2 separate regions of the Mus musculus genome follow, and region 1 is linked to region 2. Evidence: chromatin contacts called from public HiChIP or PLAC-seq data. All regions are on one chromosome and are shown on one strand. The core of a region is the stretch at or near the end of the contact, and the rest is flanking DNA. Distances in the headings are between cores, read along the strand shown. Region 1 has its middle 13 kb from the start of Gm31458. Region 2 overlaps Trio (triple functional domain (PTPRF interacting)).

Region 1 (5,563 bases), core at 2,790-5,289, 300 kb after region 2:
AGCGTCACTCCCTAGTAACCAAGTATTCAAATATATTAGCCTACAGGCACTATTCCTGTTCCAAATATGGCACTTTAGTTCCCTCCCTGACATGCCTCAGTGATGAACTGTTCCTAGAAGGTGAAGCGAGCCCTTTCCTTTCTAAGTTGATTTTGTCATGGCATTTATCATAGAAACAGAATGCAATCTGGAACAACACATGCTAAAGTACGGGTCTTTTTGTTTTTTTGTGGTTGGTTGGGTGTTGGGATTTACAGGCACGAGTCAAGTCCATTGGTTTTTGTTGTTGTTTCTAAACTCAGAGATCTGTTTTTATATGATACTTAAAGTATATAATTACTTTTAGTTTATTCATAACCATGTAGTCTTCGCCATACCAGTTTTACAGCTTTTCCATCATGCTACAAAAGACCCCCATAGATGTTACGGTAATTCCTTCTTTTCTACTTCCTACCTCTTACCAACATATATAACCAATAATTTACTTTCTGCATCTTTGGGTTTCTTGGTGCTAGACATATCACATAAGCGGAATCACAGAGTCTGTGACCATTTGGGACTGTGTTTCTAAACACAAACAGGTAAAATTCTAAAATTCCTAAAAAGAAATCATGGTAGGGAAACTAAATTAAACAATGTACATTAAAAAAAAAACACTTTAATAAATAAATTAAAATTTGAAACTTTGTGGTTCAGTGGAAACGAGAAGTACATGGAGAATGCAAAGATATACTTGCAAACTATATATATGACAAAGGACTTGTAGCTAGAGTGGTTTTAAAGTTTATTTGTACTCTAATGTACATCACTGGTACACCCATTTTAAAATTTCTAAAAATATCCCATTAAGAAAATCTCACATTTTTGGATCCATTTCTGATCAGATAGGCACTCAGGTGGCTTCCATATTATGAATTCTACTGCTATAGATGTTTGTGTACACTCTTGAGTTTGTTCTCATCTTCCTAGGTTACATTCCTTGGAATGAAAATCCTGACTTCCCTAACTCCATGTCTGGTATTTTTAGAGAACCACTTCACTGTTTTCCAAGGTCCTGCATAGTTTTATATTCTGATGATAACAAACTGTGTGTTTCTGGTTAGGTATGTATCCAGAACAAGAAAGCCACAGACACAGAAAGTGGATTAGTACATATATGGAGTTGGTGGGGGTAGGAAATAGGAAGGAGGGAGCCCTCTTCTGCACCTAGCCACACCCACTTGTTATGCTTCTCTGTTTTGATCTGAGATATCCCAGAATGGAAAACAATTGGCTCCTTATGCTTTTGACTTAGATCCCCTTTAAAAGTTATGACTTTGGGCATCGTTTTTATATACTCACTGGCAGTTTACATATTCTTTTGGAGAAATATCAATTCAGGCACTTGATAAATTGGCATTTATTTCTTTACATTATTAATTTTTAAGTTGTTCCAATATATTCTAGCTACAAGTCCTTTGTCATATATATAGTTTGCAAGTATATCTTTGCATTCTCCATGTGCTTCTCGTTTCCACTGAACCACAAAGTTTCAAATTTTAATTTATTTATTAAAGTGTTTTTTTTAATGTACATTGTTTAATTTAGTTTCTCTACCATGTTTTCTCTAGGAATTTTAGAATTTTACCTGTTTGTGTTTAGAAATGTTTTATTTTAAATTATTATTATTATTTATTATTATTATTATTCGTTATTATTACTACTACTATGACTACTACTATTTGGTGTGATATAAAAACTCCATTTTCTATTTTTTTCTTTTAAAAGAATTATTGATTTTATTTTATGTATATGAGTACACTGTTGGCTCTCTTCAGACACACCAGCAGAGGGCATTGGATCCCATTTATAGATGGTTGTGAGCCACCATGTAGTTGCTGGGAATTGAACTCAGGACCTTTGGAAGAGCAGTCAGTGCTCTTAACTGTTGAACTATCTCTTCAGCCCAGCAAAATTTATTCTAAAAACCCTTTATAGAATAAGAAAATAAGATAACACTCTTTGTTCTCTCTAGTCTCCTGTATTTTCTTTCATTTTAATTCAATTTTTAAAAAGATTTGATTTTTACCTTTTTAATGATATGTATGTGGTTTGTGTCTGAAATCTAGAAGAAGGTGTTAGATCCTCTGGTGCTGGGTTACAGGTACATGTGAGCTGCCCAGTGTGGGCATGGGGGACTGAGCTCAACTCCTCTGAAAGAACATTGCGTGTTCTCCACTGCTGCAGTCATCTCTCCATTCAAGCCATCTTTCCATTCAAGTTCATCTACTCAGAAAATACTTACTGAGACTATATGTAATAGTAAAGTAATTTTAAGAAATTACTGGAGATGGACTGTTCTGTAGAATAATTTTTTTTCTCACCCTTAGATGACATTGAATTTCACTTCCCTTTTCTCTCAGTGTGAGTTATAAACAATTTATACTTCTTATGGAGTTAAATTAATGTATTACGACCAATGAGGGTGGCATTTCACATCTTTAATTGAGGTATGGAAGATATCTTCCATTTAATAAACTCGAGGCATTGGTGATGACCATTTAAGCCATCAGCTCTCAGGTTATAGGGATGGATATATAACATATCATTCTATGTGTTGTAAAGTCACCTTTAGAAAAGTGGTAATGTAGAATATAAAAGTAAAAAAATAATACTTTTAACATTGAGTAATATCTTTTGAATGTTTGGGATCAGACTAAGTGTATATATATATATTTGGTTTTTCGAGACAGGGTTTCTCTGTATAGCCCTGGAACTCACTTTGTAGACCAGGCTGGCCTTGAACTCAGAAATCTGCCTGCCTCTGCCTCCTGAGTGCTGGGGTTAAAGGTGTATTTCATGTGGTCTATAAGTGCCCTGCCATGAGTTATATTCCTAGCTCTGCCAAGTGCAGTTACTTTTGGGTGTTGGGGGAATGTAGTAGTTTGAGACAGCATCTCCTTGTGTAGCCCAGGCTAACCTCAAACTTAGGATTCTCCTGATTGAGCCTCTTGAGTGCTGGGGCCACAGGTTTATGTTACTATGTATAACCCTCAGGTGATCGTCAAAGTCTACCTCCTAAATGTTGAATTTAGAAGACTTTTGTCCTGGTATGTAAATACCTAGTGTCATGAATAAGGCTACGTATCATCCCTAATATACCAGAGAGACTTTATTATGTCCAATATTCTTTCAGAAAGGAGATAATGTCACTTAAATTAAGTGGTAAGGAGATGATTGGAATTCTGGGAAAGGGAAGGCAGGACAGACAGACAAGCTACACCAGATCCAGTGGAGATCCTTTATCCTGAAGTCTCTAACTTTCTGGAAGAGGATGCTCCTCTAGTATTCCAGCCTTTCTTGCTAGAAGAATGGCCCATTCAGGGAAGTCATGCTCTTCTCACTGCTGAACAGAACAAGCCAAAGGAACCAGGACGCTCTTTCAGTTTGCCCAGTTGAGGTAAACTGGTTTGAATCTCCTTGGTCCATGACAATGGTGGCTTTCCCAACTTCCATGCATCTTTCCAAAGGGATGGGGTGGAAAAGGAGGAGGTGGCAGGTGTGCCTGGCCACTCCCATCGTTTTCTTTCTTTTTATTCCAGGCACCCAGTGGGCTCTTTTAGTGCAATAAAGTAAGTATCTTAGTTCATTTATGCCCCTATAACAGAACATCACTGTCTTATAAACATGCTAATACAAATTTATTGCTGGAAGCTCTGGAGGGTGCAAGTTCTAGGCTAGGGACACCAACAGTTTCAGTATTTGATAAAGCTCACTGTCATCTTCTTGCAATATGGAGCCTTGAAATTTGCCTGAACCTTTACATAACAAAAGGCAGAAGGGTAAGAGACAAGAGGGGGCCAAACGGATCCTGTCATAATGGTATTATCCCCACCTGTTATAGTTGAACACTCTTGGCCTAATTGGTTTTTTTGGTTACACTTCCTCATTCTGTTACAATTGCAATTAAATTCCAACACGGGGTTTGGAGATGACAAATGTTGAGATCATAGCATTAGGACAAAAGACTTCAAAGTCCTTGCCGGCTAGAGCCAGCGAGGGTCAGACATCACGTGAAGAAAGCTCTGAAACCACAGTTAGATGTGGTTTTCACGAATGAGTCAGCTGTGGAATGAGACAGTTCAGCTTGACTACTACGTCACTACCTGGCAGAGGATAAGAGGTCAGAAAACAGCAGCTACTCCGAGACAGACTTGTGGGTAGGGCATCCTGACACTTCAGATTGGTGGAGTGCAGCATCTTGTCACTTCCAAACCCTAACTCAGACACAGAAAATAATTTTCAAAGTGTTAAAGATAGCTAACTAGCCAATAAACACCAACATTACTAGACCAATCCAATAGCATTATTTATTGAAGTTTTAAAGTGTCTACAAATTCATGTCAGATACGTTCGTTTTTAGGTCAATATGGTTTAGTATAAGCAAAGCTCTATTATAGATATCCATTTCTATATTTTATTTATAACTACTATTTTGTGTCTTTAAAATATTTTATTTAAAATATTATGTGTATATGTGCAACTATCTCTTTCTCTCTGTGTGTTTGTGTGTGCACACACATATACATTAGTGGAATGCTCATGGAGTTCAGAAGGTGTCAGATCACATGGAGCTGCAATTCCAAGCCCTTACGAGCTCCCTGACGTGAATGCTCAGCACTGAACACGAGTCTTCTATAAGAGCAGGTTATATTATGTATCACAGAGTTACCTCGTCCGCCTTCTATTTCATATTTAGTTAGTCCATTGTGCTACTAGATATTATCACTAAAAAGTTTGATTTATAGTATCAATTGGTTTGCAGTTGAAAATCTCAAGTGAAGATAGTAGAACGAATTCTCCCTCATAGACCCATTTGTATGGCTCCTTTGATGTCAAAGACTTTGAAAATAATAAGCATACGGACTGGAGAGGTGACTTAGATGTCTTCTGGAAGACCAGGGTTCAATTTCCAGCTCCCACCTGGCACCTCAAAACTCTCTGCAATTCTAGTTCCAGGGGAATCTGACACCCTCACACAGACATACATTCCAGCAAAACACCAAGATAAATAAAATAAAGACAAACCAATCTTTAAAAATTACAAAAGTAAATAAGCAGTGTAATACCATAGCCATTGATGGATCGATGGTTTTAAAATTTTATTTTAGGCTTATTTATTTTATTACTTCATGTGTGTACATGTGTACCTGGTGTCTGCGGAGGTCAGAAGAGGACATTGGATTCTCTGGAACTAGAATTATAGATGGTTGTGAACCGCCATGTGGGTGTTGGGAAAAGAACCCAGGTCCTCTGCAAGAACAACAAATGCTTTTAACAGCTGCGTCAACCCTCCAGCTCTGCCAGTGTGTTTGATTCCAACAGGCCTTGTACCACTGTGGATGACTTAGGAATTTCCTGAGTTTTTCATCAGACAGTCATCTTGCTTTGCAGGGCAGTCTGCTGGTACACGTTGATGCCTTGCCACTTCTGATGCTATTATATTTTAGGTGTAAGAATGTCCCCCATTGGGTTTGAATATTTGATCTTCTGCTTTTGGGATTTTTTTTTTTTTTTTGAGAGG
Region 2 (5,202 bases), core at 2,069-4,568:
AGAGAGAGGGAGAGAGAGAGAGAGAGAGAGAGAGACAGACAGACAAGGGGACTAAATGCAAAGGAGGCAAAGGGCAGAATCGTGCAGTTGGCTAGTCGGATGCACAGCATCTCCTTCACTGCTGAGTGGAAACAAGAACATGCTAGGGGAGAGGCAATGCAGCGCCATCATGGGAGGAGAGGTTAAGCTAGCATGGATGTCAGGAGCTCCAACCAACCAATGGATGGAGGAGCGGGTCTCTTCGAGTATGTATGTGGTCTACAGGGAGCTGTGTAAGTCAAGGCTCTGAGGAGGGCACCTGCAGTGATTGGTGGGTAAGGTGAACAGTATGATACAACTCGATCCTCCCATGCTCCTTCTGGGCTCCTATACACAACGTCCTTAGGAGAGGCAGAGAGCAGAGGCTACACCTTCTTTCTACAGCCTCTCCAGAAAGGCTCCGCACACCTCTCTCACGTTTCCACCCCGCAGTGACAGGAGAGCCAGGCATCCCTGGGCGTACTGCTCACCTGACTGACCGACGCAGAGGCTGCTTAAAAAAAAAAAATCCTCATATTTGTGAATGACAGGATGTAAAAGATAGCTCCACACCTCCTCCTTCCTGTTAACTCACCTTGATGTTAGAGCTCACATCTAAACGCAATCCTTCTCTACTCTGGACAAACACTGATTTGGAGGAAGTACTGGCCCTTGTTTCTGGCTTCTGGAATGGCTAGGCCATATTCAGTGATTTTTGTTTGAGTCAGGACTGTGTACCCTTGGGGGAGATGAACAGCAGGATTTTTCTATGGACACTGATCTAAATTGTCAGAGAGGGGAAAAAGCACCCAAGAAACTGGCCACTAATGAACTGTAGGGACTTCAACTCAAAGTCAAAAGCAGATTTTGTGTTAAGATAGTAGTGCTGCATGCAAACACACACACACACACACCATTAAAAAAGAGAGGGAGAGATGTATGAATCCTGTGAACTCCCAGCTTTCTGTGATCTTTGAACCTGGCACCACTCTTTCTTGGTGGTCTGCATCATCCCTGGGATGTGTGGTGGGGTGGGGTGGGGTGGGTAGGGCTGGAGAGACAGACAGTGTCTTTGCAGAGCCCTCCTGACTTTCTCTGGTCAGCACACAGCCTGATGATGTCCACAGTGAGCTGTGTGGGACACTGCTCCTGGGTAAGGAGAAGGAAGGGGACCTATGGTGGCCCTGGAAGGCCTGAGCCGAGGCTCCCACTGAAGATCCACGGGTGAGGGTGCCGGAGGGGACCCCACATTGACCCAGGCATCTCCACAGAAGCAGAGTGACATTCTGCAGAGCAAGAATGTCATCTGGTCTATTTAGCCCCAAAGCAAGAGGCCTTCTGAAGGCTCTGTGATGAATCTAGCTTTTCTGGTCGGTTGAGATCCTTCCTGGTGCCCAAAAGTCACACTGTTCTTTTCCATAAGACAGATTCTTAGTGTCACTTAAAGACTGTCTCTAAAAACAAACACACAAACAACAACAAAGCCCACCCAGGGGTTGGATTACTCAGTACTTAGTTTACTGTTGGAAGAGGGATAAGGAAGCTCTTTATGTTATGAAGTAACAGTGTCTTGATTCTTAATTTATGCTTGTGACTCCATCTCCCAACTACTGCAGTGTTTATTGTTGCCTGAACAGAGGCAGGACTCAGCATTCATGGAAACACACAGTTAATTTGGGGGCTGACAGTCACATGGTGCCCACATACCATTCTGGTTTCATAGCCCCTAATGCTGTAAGGACCCATGATAGTTGTGATCATAATGTCCTTGAAATAAAACCCCAAAGCGAGAGGCATGGACACATTTAACCAGGGACACTTCCCACAGCGAACATTTATACTTCTGTTTACTGTCTTCTTTCTTGTTAAAAAACAAACAAACAAACAACAACAAAAAAAACAAACAAAAAAAAACCCGAGGTCACCTGGCTTGCCTTGCTAAAGGGGGAAATCTGCATATGTGGGGGGAATTTAGATGCGTTTAAAAGCTAAAACCCTCCTTCATGTGGAACAAGGGACACACAAAGTCCGCCCCATACAGCGTGGTTAAAAGGGACATTCTGCAGTTAAGCCACGTGGTTTGGTTGGAATGGTGATAAGACTACACTTCGTTCATACATAAATGTATTATTATTCTTTCAAAATTAAAACCAGATTCAGAATGTTAGCAGTGAAGTGTTTTACTGCCTCAGAAATGCCCGGGTTGTGTTAGTATGCACATAATCGAGCCAGCTATGAACCGTGCAAACTTATAAATGTTGTCACAGAGCCCATACCAATGTGCTCGTTTGTATGCAGCGCTACAGGGCAGTGGGGAGGCCCTGGAATGTTCTGCAGAGAGCTTGCCAAGTATTATCACTCTCCACATCCTCCACGGGGTGGGTTAACTCCGGCTCCAGTCTCAAGGGATGCGATATTAGCTTGGAAGAGTTATAGCTGTGGAGGGAGGAAGCAGATGACTGACTCTCCCAAACCACAGAGCCAATATCCAGCACATTATATGGCGAGGTTCCTGGTTTAGTTTAAAAAAAAAAAAAAAAGAAAAGAAAAGAAACAAAAGAGTCCTAATCCAGTAAGAATTCTTCCTAAATTGCATTTTAGTAACACAACAAAATCAAAATGGTGCTGAACTAAAGCAAAGAGCATTTGAACAAACATACATACCACTACTGCCCACAGGCTCTGGGAGGAAAAGCCAGCACGCCTGTGGGCATGCACACACCACAGTCCACCCAGAGCACACTCAGGGCCACGCAGGTCCCAGCCAGCTTTACGTCATCTTGCTTTCCACCTCTTTCCTAGGCCAAAATGGCATACTTCTGCTTTGGTCATTACTTAGGAACTTTTAAGTACCGTTAGTTCCCCTATTTCTCGCGGGGGTCGGGGGTGGAGGGGACGGTCACACACTGAAACAGCAGCAGCACAAACCAAAGAATGAAAAGAACAGGCTGGGGTGCCTTTCTTTGAAGCAGCTGAAAACTCTCTGTCCCATTTCTGGAGCCTCAGGGAACAGGCAGGAGGCTTTCTAAGAACGCGCTGTTATAAGAATCTCCCGTGGTCAACAGAGTCCTCCTGTAAGAACTCCTCCCTGAGCTATCCAAGCTACTTAGTGCTCACTGGTGAGAGGGAAGGAGAGGGGCCTGGAGTTACTCCAGGACGAAACAAAGCAGCCGTGGAGACAAAGGGAATGAGAAAGACGGCCTCTGCTAGGAACACCAATTAAAGCAGGATCCTGTCCTTGGCTTTAATCAGTGCCCCTGTGATAAGGCGGCACTGCCACCTCCAGGGAGCAAGCAGCCACAGGAAGCAATCAAGCAGCCTTTGCGTAGGGCTGGGGACGGAACAGGATGAGGACAGCCACTGTGCTGTGTTCCTTTTTAGATGAAGAGAGAGACGAAAGGAGAAACATTCAATTGTCAGCTCCCATGTTACCACAAGCACAACATATCCCTCTTCTCTGTGCCAGTTTGAGAGAGGACTTTGGTGCCACTGGGCCCCGCCAGCTTAAGGAGACAGAAGAGAAAAGGAAGTGGCCTTAGAACTCCACCGAGTTGCGCGTCCCAGCTAACAGTTGTGAGTTCTTACTTTCACTACAGGAGTAGAGTTGACTACAAGGTGGCACGCAGAGGCGTTTTCAGCTGTGCTTCTGAGAATAAAAGGTGTCAATGAGGAAGACATGGACTTGCACACAGGATGCCTAGAGGAACACACATCCAGTCACTCAGGGCTCGATGTGAGGATGCTCAGCTGCTTCTATTCCCTGGGGGTTTTCCGGTTGTTATAGTTGGGCATCCTGAGCCAATCCTTCACATTCGCATGGTCTTAGGAGAGAACTGCAAGAAATTAACCGGAGCCTCCGGGCTGTGGCTGCCCAGTCCCCACCCCCATGCCTGCGGGCAGGAAGAGGAAATAGGGGCTCCCTGGACAGATTCCAGAGCTCATTGCTCCAAGCTCCCCGTGTTTATGGACTTGCTCACTCACCCCAGAGGCCAACCCCGAGCACCTGGAGGAAATTCTTCAGAATGAAAAGCCATAAATCTGTGTTCTCCTTACAAAGATAGACCAAAGAGAGATTGCAGCTCACCAGCAAGATGTCTGGAAAAGTCAATTCGGGGTGGCTAGGGCTCCCTGCAAGGAGAGTCCCATGGCTGATTACTAATATCTCAGGACTCTACATGTGCTGTAAAATCAGCTGTAACCTTAAATGTAATTTCACAGCATTTCTTTCCTGGATGTATTTTCCATCAAGCATGGAAAACCTTTTCCCACAAAAGTGAGAGAACAAAATAGTTTTATAAATGTATTTCGCTTAAAAAAATCAATAAACAAATTTCAATGAGAATTCTGAAGTGCTGGTGGGTGTATGGGAGGAGGGGGGAGGTGCCATGAACCACAGACCATGCTCTCACAAGGACATATATCCAAGGTCATGCGTAGAGTGAGGAGAGACAGAACACTGGTTCTGTTTTCCACAGAACTGGTCCCTGGGGCACTCATGCACGCACATGCACCATGCTGTAAACTTTGAATGAGTTGGTGGTATGTAAGTGGGAGAAAATTGGAGAGAGACTTTAGACTGCTCAATCGTTAATGTGAAACAGCCAGTCTGCATGGCTGAAACAATCCTCCGGCGACACTTTGGTATTTGTTTATTCACACTGAGCTGAATATCCTGTGTTTCCATCCTTTAGAACAGGTTCGAAAAGATTTGAAACCAAATTCAGTGCTTACTGTGTGGATCTGTTCACTGTTAGGAAGGACTCTTCCACAGTTTGATGCAGACTAAGAGATATGCAGAGTGCTGGGCTGGGTCCCAAAGGGAGTAGCTAACTCAGAACGAGCCTGAGCCGCCTCAACAGCCACCATCTTATTGATACAAGACTTGCTGGAGTTACCAAGGGTTTATTTAAGACAGTGTATAGGAAAACCCCAGCACAGCGGAGTGGAAGTGAGGCAGGAAGTCCCTCCCCTTGCCAGGAAACTCTTCACGGTTCATAGCTACAGGAAAGTCTGTTTTCTTCAGTGGTGTGATACTGGGCATATCAATCACACAGACATGGGTTTTTGTTTTTGAGAGAAAGAACATGAAGCTGGGTGGGTATGGAGATCTGGGAGGAGCTGGGGGAGGGAGAGAAATATGACCAACATAATGTCGTATGAAATTCTCAAAGGAAAAAGTAAACA

Evidence for each region. HiChIP or PLAC-seq counts read pairs in DNA pulled down with a chosen protein or histone mark.
Region 1: a FOXA1 HiChIP or PLAC-seq map of pancreatic cancer cells shows a contact between it and region 2. The contact joins two enhancer-like sites. A contact is called at or near these places in 1 of 115 datasets of contacts at active chromatin or transcription factors (pancreatic cancer cells) and 1 of 9 other capture datasets (adipose tissue).

What each region holds. Positions count from the first base shown.
Region 1 is chr15:28,077,287-28,082,849 of GRCm38.p6, forward strand. No RefSeq gene overlaps it. Among named protein-coding and RNA genes, the nearest start is that of Gm31458, 13 kb to the left of the region's middle. Within about 2 kb of position 4,040, at least 67 of the 459 cell types and tissues checked have an H3K27ac peak or open chromatin away from gene starts, as enhancers often do. A contact at or near this core is called in pancreatic cancer cells, where this site is marked.
Region 2 is chr15:27,780,488-27,785,689 of GRCm38.p6, forward strand. All of the region lies in intron 34 of Trio (triple functional domain (PTPRF interacting)), which reads right to left. Among named protein-coding and RNA genes, the nearest start is that of Otulinl, 100 kb to the left of the region's middle. Within about 2 kb of position 3,319, at least 256 of the 459 cell types and tissues checked have an H3K27ac peak or open chromatin away from gene starts, as enhancers often do. A contact at or near this core is called in pancreatic cancer cells, where this site is marked.